Linked DNA regions of Mus musculus: all the other regions are linked to region 1. A link is a contact called in public HiChIP or PLAC-seq data. All regions are on one chromosome and are shown on one strand. Each heading gives the region's core, a stretch centred on a gene start, on an enhancer-like site or on the middle of the called end of the contact. The rest is flanking DNA. Distances are from core to core; before and after follow the strand shown. Region 1 overlaps Ptprn2 (protein tyrosine phosphatase, receptor type, N polypeptide 2). Region 2 has its middle 8.5 kb from the start of Gm5441. Region 3 overlaps Ptprn2 (protein tyrosine phosphatase, receptor type, N polypeptide 2).

Region 1 (2,829 bases), core at 120-2,619:
TCTCTGCTGAATGTCAAGAGGCGCCTCTGCTGCAGCAACCCACCTGGACTCGGCTGCAGGCTCTCCATGTCCTGTCAGTTTCTTGTTCCTGTCTACTCTAGTTGAAAGGGTTTTGTATAGTTTCCTTTGCTTTTCAATCCCATCTTGGCATTCAGTAGTGCAAAGTTTGCCTTTGAATATCCTTCATGGGTACCTGAAGGTCTCCCAGACTCAAAACCATCACAGCTGAGTTAATGTAACCCACTCATACTGACACCACTAGAGATGGAGAAGATAACCCCCACCAAGAGATGTTGGTGTGCACAGTAGCCTGTAGGCTAGTTTCTAGGAACTGGAGAGATTGGCTTGGGATCCAGGTAGCGTGGAGTCTTCTTCTGTCCCCAGGAAGATAACACAGGGATGGAGCCCAGTTGAGATGCAGATCTAAGTCTCTTCAGGCAAAAATGTGCACAAAACCCTGTGAGTCATTCTTAATGTAAATAGCCAAGCACATCATGGCCTCAGAGAAAGCAGAGGGCTCGAAAGGTGGCGAATGACTGCCACTTGTCACATGCAAGCGGGCACATGCAAGGGCAGAGTAATGACGAGCAGGAAACCTTTGCTTCCCCTGGAGGCCATTGCAGAGGCTGTAGACGTTCACATCCCATGAAGTCATCCATAAAGTCACAGTCACTGCTTTCTAAGAAATCCAATTAAAGCTTTCTATTTTTCTTTAACTTTCCCAATCCAATATTCATAGGTGGGTCTTTTGCTCTTTTCTAAAGAGAGGTTTGAATGAAGGATGAATTAAATAGCGTGTCAAAGAAGACCACTCCTGATAATGCCATGCATAATAAACATTAACACGCATTTTGAAAAAAAAATTTTCCTCCAGTAGCAGTCTTTGCCATATTAATTTAATCCTGCTGTCTAAGATAATGCAATCGCTTTGAAACAGTCTCGACTTGGGTGCACAGGGACTTTCTGGAGCAGAGGCCAAATTTCCGTCACCTGATGAGCTAATTGGACGTGGCAGCCTCCTGCGCAGATGGCCTCCCTTGTCAATAGCTTCTTGCCGGAGACAAAGAGAGACAAATGTCTATATCCACCATCCCTCAAGCACGAGCCCCCTGCCTCCCACGCCCAATGCCATCAGGTAGTTGCCGTACATTTCCATCCAGGCTTTTGTGCGGGTGCTAGATGAGCTTGCAGAGCCATTACAGATGCGCCAGCCAGGCCTGCTTGTTTAAGTACAGTGTGTGTTTTGACGTGTAAATTTACATGAGGCATATTTAATCAGTCACAATGATATGCTAATTGGATTCCTATGTGAACTGAATAAAAAGCGTGCTCGAAGAAAGATGAAGTGAACTTGCTACCAGCTGGGACACTTTATAATCAGTGCCGTGCGTCATTGAATGCCAGAGGGAGGGGCAGGTGTCTGCCAGGAAGGCACAATGGAGGAAATCCTGTTCTATGGGAATTCAGATCCGTGAAGCAGACGGCAATTTTTACTTGCAGTTACTACAGAAAGGTCCTCAGTGCTCCTCACACCGTAGACAGTAAGGGGCTCCATACACTGTACATGTCTAACCCTAACCGGAATGGGGCGGCGGCTGGGGAGCAGACTGTGTCTTTCTAATACTGGTTCTCACATGGGTAGAGTAAGGAACCACACTTCTCCAGCAAAGTCTTACCCTTGAGCATTAACTGCCAAGCTCAGAGCTCTGTGGGGCCAGGCAGGGCAGCATTCACACACACACACACACACACACACACCTTAATCCCACATCACACACTGTAGCATTGATAGCCTCTGGTTTCTCTGGCATGCTCAGGAAGCCAGGCATTGTTATCGTTAGTCAGAAGGTAATGAGACACAAGCATCCAGGCCACCCCAGCCCCTATAGTGTGCTGGCACTTCATACCGGGTTGAGTTAGTCACATGGTCTTGGGCACGTGCTTCCTGTACCTGAGCATCTGGAAGAACAGTGGGTAGGTGAAGGACTCCAAGTGAGACAGTGGTGAAGACAAGGATCCCGCATAACTGGTACCGAAATGATGGAGCTGGAGACTCTGGTACTGCAGATGGCTACTTGCATTCTCATGCTTGTGTGTGTGTGCAGAGTGGGGTGAGGGCATAGTTTCCAGTGCACTCAGCAAGTCCTGGATGGGGAACAGGTAGGGTGAGCTAGCAGAAGGGATGGAGTGACCTGGGCCTGAACTGAACCTGGCCCTTCTGTAGAGAAAGCAGGTCCTGCTGATCCTGAAACACTGCCACAGAGAAGGGATGGCTGTGAGGACCCGGTACCTTGGAGGGTGTGCAGTTCTCAGAACTCTGGAAGCCACTGCAGACAAGTTGAGAGGGTATGAGTCTCAGAGGGCTTAAGAAAAAGATTCCAGAGGAGTGTCTGCGAGCCTCCCTGGAACACGGCTGGGACTCCAACAGTAACCAGAGAAGTTCGCAGAGGGTTCCAATGGAGATTTTTGCCGTGTAAAACACTAAAATTGAAAAGTTGAAGCTGAGGCTGTTTTATTTATGATGATAAAGCTGGAGGACACCAGACCAAAGGCACCTTGAAGGAGACAGTTCCCACAAGTATTTTTGGTGTGTAATAGGCTGAAGGTTTTGTCCATGTCTGTATTATTCTTTATGTATTGTTATACTCTAATATTGTTCTTTTTATTTTTTTTAATTTAAAGAACCATTGTTTTAAAACATTAAAATCCCACGAAATTCACTAGCTGTGTCTTCTCTTTTCAGAGTAGCTCTAGCCACAGTATTTAAACAGTGGCCCTTCTTCAGTCCACTTAGAAAGTATTCTAGCTTAGGCATCTTTCCAGAAATAT
Region 2 (2,829 bases), core at 97-2,596, 430 kb after region 1:
AGTTTGTTTGTTAAGTAAATAAATCATTTATTTTTATGTGTTCTGGTGTTTTGCCTGCGTGTATGTCTGTGCACCACCTGTGAGTGCCTGGTGCTTGCGGAGGTCAGAAGATCCCCTAGAACTGGAGTTAAAGACAGTTGGCAGCTACTGGGCATTGAAAGCAGGCCCTCTGCAAGAGCAGCCAGTGCTCCTGCCTGCTGAGCCATCTCTCCAGCTCTCTTTTAGCTTTGATGTTCTCCCCCATCCGCTCAGGTGTGGGAAGCATGTATGTGCACATATGGAACCCAGATGTTGGCTCTCCTGCCTTCCCCAGTAACTTATTTTTTGAGACATGGTCTCTCACTGATCCCAGAGGTCACTGTTTTCGTAGACTGGCTGGCCAGTGAGCCCCTGGGATATACCAGTTCCTACTCCAGTACTGGAGGTACAGTCTCACATCCCACACCCAGCGCCTGTGTGCATTTTACCCTCTGAACATCTCTCCAGAGCAAACCAAAGACGTTCCCAAATTGTGTTGGCTGCCTCTTCACGATGCAAAAATCCTGCCAATAGTTCTGAGCAAGCTGTACCACAGCAACACTGCTACCCATCCTGGAGCCCAGAGCTGCTCCACAGGGCACATGGAATGATCAATAGGCATTGAGACTTCCTCCTGACATCCACGCTCATGGACATACACTCTGGATGCTGGAAAGAGAAAGGGTAGGGGACAGAGCTTCTGTCCTCTGACCCGTGACCTCAGGGCAGTGGGGTAGCATCAAAGCCACTATGCTGACAGTGACCCTGCAATGCAGGCCCTCTCTTGCCCTCGCTGTTGCGGGCTTCTGTGCACAAAGATGGCTGGAACCGGGTTGGGGGGGGGAGTGCGGGGAGAGCTATAAATGAGGGAGAGAGAGAGAGAGAGAGAGAGAGAGAGAGAGAGAGAGAGAATGGATGAACCTGAGACCTGGCCTTCAGTGCTTGCACTGTGCCCACAGGAGGAGGCCATGCACTTAGAAAATGTCATGTCTAGTGTTTGTATAAAATGTCATGTTAGTGTTTATATTCCATTTCTCCTCTCAGCACAAAAAGAGAGAGAAAAGCGAGCATGCCCCACAGGGTCACAGGACCAGAGAAAATCCTGCAAGGCCCTCAGCACAAATAGCAGAGCTTGGCCCAGGCCCTTTGCATGAAAATCAGCACCCATCTCAGCAGAAGCCACTGCCAGGGGCAACTGGGGCTTGGACAGCGCTCCGTCAGATTTAAAACTGATTTTTTTTTCTTAAGAAACCAGAAGAAAAGGGGGTGCTTTGAGCTCATCTGCATTACAGATCAGGTCTCTCCGAGAGAATCAGCCATCCATAATTCATTACATGTTTCCTGCCGGGGATGGAGACAGCCTGATCCTAGCAACAGAGTCATAGCAACAGGAGCTGAAGCAGAGCTGCTCCGCCCACCAGGGGGAGGAGAGGAAGGGGAGAGGTGCGCGGCTTCTTGCTCCTCAGGAGGGCTGGCAAAGTTCACCGGGTTATAAAGGAAGATGGAGGCTGAGAGTGGAGGTGGGTTTGAGAAAACTGGGAAAGGCGTGGGTGGGAGACTGAGGGAAAGCATATGAATTTGAGTTGCATAAACTCTAGCTAAGAAGGTAAGAAGCTAGTAAGTAGCGTTTGGAAAGAGCCCTGCCAGCTGCCACACTGCCTGGCGCCCATCGGTATACAGACGGGGGTCACTAAAAGACCACATCACTGTCAATTGTTACAAGAACTGCATAATTCGAGGAGTGCCTGACAGCTAGTGTGAGGGAGTCCGTGGCACTAGAGTGAACATAGTGGAAACGGCGCCCTCGGTCCTCACTTGTTTCATCTGAAGAGTCACCATCTGGAATGAGACTTGCGGTGCGCTCTAGACATACCTGCTGTTTGACCCCCTTGCTATCAAATGGAAAATCCCCTGAACTCTGACCACTTGATCTTGGGATCTGTGGCTCTATGAGGAGAATGTGTTTCTTCTATATTCGGCACAGTCAAGGATGCTGGAAGAGCCACTGGAAACTTCCAAAGTGATGTGGGAAACACCATTGATGGTATATATGGAAGACATTATCAGAGCAACTGACAGCCATGAGCTGTGTGAAAGCCACCACCAGAGCCACTGAAACCTGAGAAGCCACATGAGGGACACCTCTGGGGTTACAGGAACCCTCAAAGCTGTCAGTGCTTGGTCAGTAGAGAATGTGAGCCTTGCCACACCTATGTCTGGACTCAAGCCAGGGTCTTCTGAAATAAGAGCTAGTGCTCTTAACAGCTAAGCTAAGCTCTCTCTGGCTCCCAAACCTTGCTTTTGAAGGCCTCATTTTATTTTATTTTATTAGCCTTTAAAAAGGGTCCTTGTCACAGCAGTTGCCACGCAGTCCCCAACTTTTTGATGGAGCCATGGTTAGATGTACAGCATTTAGTCACCTACATTGTTCTCTAGAAAGTATGACTACTCACAATGCAACAGTGGACTCCAAGCCACTGAGACCAGCATAGAGCTCTCAAACATCACACACATCACTCTTGCCTTTAGCTTGAGGGTGGTCCGCTGACATATGACAACTACAGGCACACTTCTGGTGACAGTATCTCTGCCAGGTGAAGAGAATGCCACCTCGCTTTGCATTCCTTCATTTTCTTCACAGCACACGCCCTCCAGAGTAGCATGCTGGCTGCTGGGGCTCTGGGGATGCGGCACTGATCTAGAAAGAAGAGTTCATGATTTTCTCTGTGTCTGCCCAGATCCTGAGTGAACACCATCCCGCCTTTGTGCTGCCTTCACAGCCACACGAAGATGAAAGTGTCTTAGGATATA
Region 3 (2,829 bases), core at 211-2,710, 270 kb before region 1:
CAATTTCCTATCTTGTTGGTGTTCCTGGGGGCCTTTGCATATAGTCTGAAGACCTCCAGCTCATCATTGCCCCAGCCAGAGGCCAAGCATTCTCTCTATCAGGGCCCTTTGCAGACTAGACACTGTCCTATGTGAACGATATTTACTCCCATCTTGTAGCTGAGGGAAGTAGAGTCATTTGCCTCTGGTCTCAGGCTCCCATCTGATGACTGTCTGCAGAAAAAAAGAAAAAGAAAAAAAGACAGAACAAAACAAAAACAAACAAAAAAAACCCAAAAACCCAAGCCATGGTATAATTCTAGAACTAAAGTCTCAAACCAGGCTCCCTTTTTCTGCATCTGTTCTGCAACTGTGTGGCTGCTTTGTGAGCAGGGGTTGGGGGGTTCCAAAGGTGTGTGAATAAGCAGAGCAGGACACAAATTTTGGATAGTTGTTGGCACTACGAGTAGATAAGTAGCTACCCAGGAGTGTGACTGGATGAAGAGACCCTCGAAGGCTGCTCTAAATCTGTGTCCACCTGGCTGGGGAAGAGTTGTCCGGGAGAATTTTCTCCTTGGGGACCTAGAGGTCACTAGGCAGCATTCCTCTTCTATGGTCACAAGGACAAACCAAAGCTCAGTTCCACTGAAGCCCCACCCCTCCCAGTTCCCACCTGAAGTAACTGATGAGTTCATTGGGCTTACTCACAAGCATGGGCGTATGACAGGACCCTAGTGTGTTCCAGGGTAAGCTTCCCTTCTCTCCATGAAACACACCACAAGTCTCAGATGTGGGGGTTCTCTTTGAGACTATTATTTATGATCTTAGTGTAGGGTATGCTGCTTTACTGTTGGAAAGGTATTCCCAAGTCTCACGAGTCTAAGTCTTCCCATGTACCTGCAAGCCACCCCATAACACAGCAGGCAGATCCTTCTGCCCAGTGGCAAAGGTGTGTGTGTGTGTGTGTGTGTGTGTGTGTGTGTGTGTGTTACTTGCCAGTTAGGAGCAGTGACCATGTCCTCATAGCTGTATGCTGTGTCCCTGTTAGGTATGACATTGAGACAGAAATTTCTATAGAGCCTAGGCACAGAGCAGCTGCATTCAGTGGCCTCAGTGACCTGAATAGGTAAGGTCTGGACTAAGCTATGGTTCACAGAGTTTCCTTTAACCCAGGCATCCTTTGTGGCCACTTGAGCCATTGCAGAGGGGCCTATCAGGCAGAGGGGCCTGCATTGCTGAGGTTGTTAGTTTAGGGTATGCATCTGGGAATCTTAGAGATATAGGATCTGGAGACCTGTGACATGGATCTAGGACTCTTGGGTAAATGGATACTGGAGGCAGTAGGGGGAACACACCAAGTTCTGGGGGATGGTGAAGTCCCTAGGATAGAGGTGATGTGACTACATTGAACTACTGTTCCTCAAAGAAGTCCCCAGTGTCTGCTCTGGTACTTGGCTAAATGGTGCCTAGTGTTTCTACCTAAGTCTCCCAGCAGGGGGCACAAGCACCATGAGTAAGAGACCATGTGGGATGAAATGAGATCAAGCAAGCAGCCAACATAAATAAATGCATCTGATATTGAGGGCTGCTGAAGCCCCAGCCTGACTGATCCTGGTTAGCGTCATTGCCCAAGGCATCAGGGAAACAAAAGAGACTTTTGTTTTACTCCACAGTGCCCCCTACCAGCCAACCAATCCAGTGTGTGGGGAATAAAGCTGGAGGTGAATCCCACAAAGACTAGACAGCACACAGTATCTTGGCAGGTATGCTGGTTGTGGTAGCATGGTGCTGCCGTGGGACTACCTTCCGATCTGTTGATGTCTTGAAGCTGGAAGGACTTGATGACATCATGCTAGTTCACTGGGATAGCCAGGTGTGGCCTGCTATGTGTTATGCTTCACTGTGTGAAATTAGACACTACAGGGTCGGGTGTATCCACTACACAGTACCACATATTAACTCCAAAGGTGTTGGCAGGCAGATTTACCAAAATCACAAATATGCATCACCTGTATAATAGTCAGAAGCTATGTTCCTGCAGGCTGTGGTACATAGTCTATGGAGCTTGAACTGGTTCCTTATGATCTAACTCTAGGATGCAATAGAAAACCAAACCATGCTTGGCTAGGTACTCCAAATCATATTGGGCAAAGCTGATCTTTATAAAAGGGCTCAGGTTGTACTCTTTGTAGGAATGAGACTACTATGTGCTGTTATATCTCTTGTGTGTGTGTGTGTGTGTGTGTGTGTGTGTGAGAGAGAGAGAGAGAGAGAGAGAGATGGAGAGGGAGAGAGAGAGAGAGAGAGAGAGAGAGAGAGAGAGAGAGAGAGAGGGAGACACACACACACACACACACACACACACACACACACACACACACACACACACTTGGAGTAGATACAAGGACAGCTTTCAGAAGTTGGTCTTTCCTCCTACCATGGGTTCTGAGGATCGAGTTCAGGTTGTCAAGTTTGTGTAGCAAGTATTTTTGCCCACTGAGCCATCTCTCTGACCCCTGATTGATTGATTGATTGATTGATTGATTTAATCTTGTATTGGAGAAGCCCGTTGGCTAGGGTGTTCCTGACTCCACATGCCACATATAAAGCAGTACAGGAAGAATTTGTAGCTATTCTAGGTGTCTGACCCCTTAGCCCCCAAGTCCTGCACTGCCCCCAAGGCCTATAATGTACGACTACATAGCAGCCCAAGACACTATCCCCAAAGGCCCCAAAGACCCCAAAGGCCTCAAAGGCCCTGGAAGAGGTTGCCTGATTATTTTTAAGTGACTTCAGTTATTTTGGCTAAATCATCGAAGATAGGAGAACAACTCTGACCTTAATAGGTTG

The links. HiChIP or PLAC-seq counts read pairs in DNA pulled down with a chosen protein or histone mark.
Region 2: a contact with region 1 is called in an H3K4me3 HiChIP or PLAC-seq map of embryonic basal ganglia, with 4 times the contacts expected there. The contact joins two enhancer-like sites. A contact is called at or near these places in 1 of 484 Hi-C or Micro-C datasets (cortical neurons) and 9 of 115 datasets of contacts at active chromatin or transcription factors (SST interneurons, astrocytes, differentiating embryonic stem cells and 5 more).
Region 3: a contact with region 1 is called in an H3K4me3 HiChIP or PLAC-seq map of embryonic basal ganglia, with 4 times the contacts expected there. The contact joins two enhancer-like sites. A contact is called at or near these places in 1 of 15 datasets of contacts at CTCF or cohesin (pro-B cells), 3 of 484 Hi-C or Micro-C datasets (cortical neurons, myocytes and neural progenitor cells) and 1 of 115 datasets of contacts at active chromatin or transcription factors (embryonic basal ganglia).

What each region holds. Positions count from the first base shown.
Region 1 is chr12:116,918,777-116,921,605 of GRCm38.p6, forward strand. The region is part of intron 11 of Ptprn2 (protein tyrosine phosphatase, receptor type, N polypeptide 2); the gene reads left to right. Among named protein-coding and RNA genes, the nearest start is that of Gm31336, 160 kb to the left of the region's middle. Within about 2 kb of position 1,370, at least 37 of the 459 cell types and tissues checked have an H3K27ac peak or open chromatin away from gene starts, as enhancers often do. A contact at or near this core is called in SST interneurons, cortical neurons, embryonic basal ganglia and 2 more, where this site is marked.
Region 2 is chr12:117,344,100-117,346,928 of GRCm38.p6, forward strand. No RefSeq gene overlaps it. Among named protein-coding and RNA genes, the nearest start is that of Gm5441, 8.5 kb to the left of the region's middle. Within about 2 kb of position 1,347, at least 94 of the 459 cell types and tissues checked have an H3K27ac peak or open chromatin away from gene starts, as enhancers often do. A contact at or near this core is called in SST interneurons, cortical neurons, embryonic basal ganglia and 2 more, where this site is marked.
Region 3 is chr12:116,647,286-116,650,114 of GRCm38.p6, forward strand. All of the region lies in intron 2 of Ptprn2 (protein tyrosine phosphatase, receptor type, N polypeptide 2), which reads left to right. Among named protein-coding and RNA genes, the nearest start is that of Gm31336, 110 kb to the right of the region's middle. Within about 2 kb of position 1,461, at least 10 of the 459 cell types and tissues checked have an H3K27ac peak or open chromatin away from gene starts, as enhancers often do. A contact at or near this core is called in embryonic basal ganglia, where this site is marked.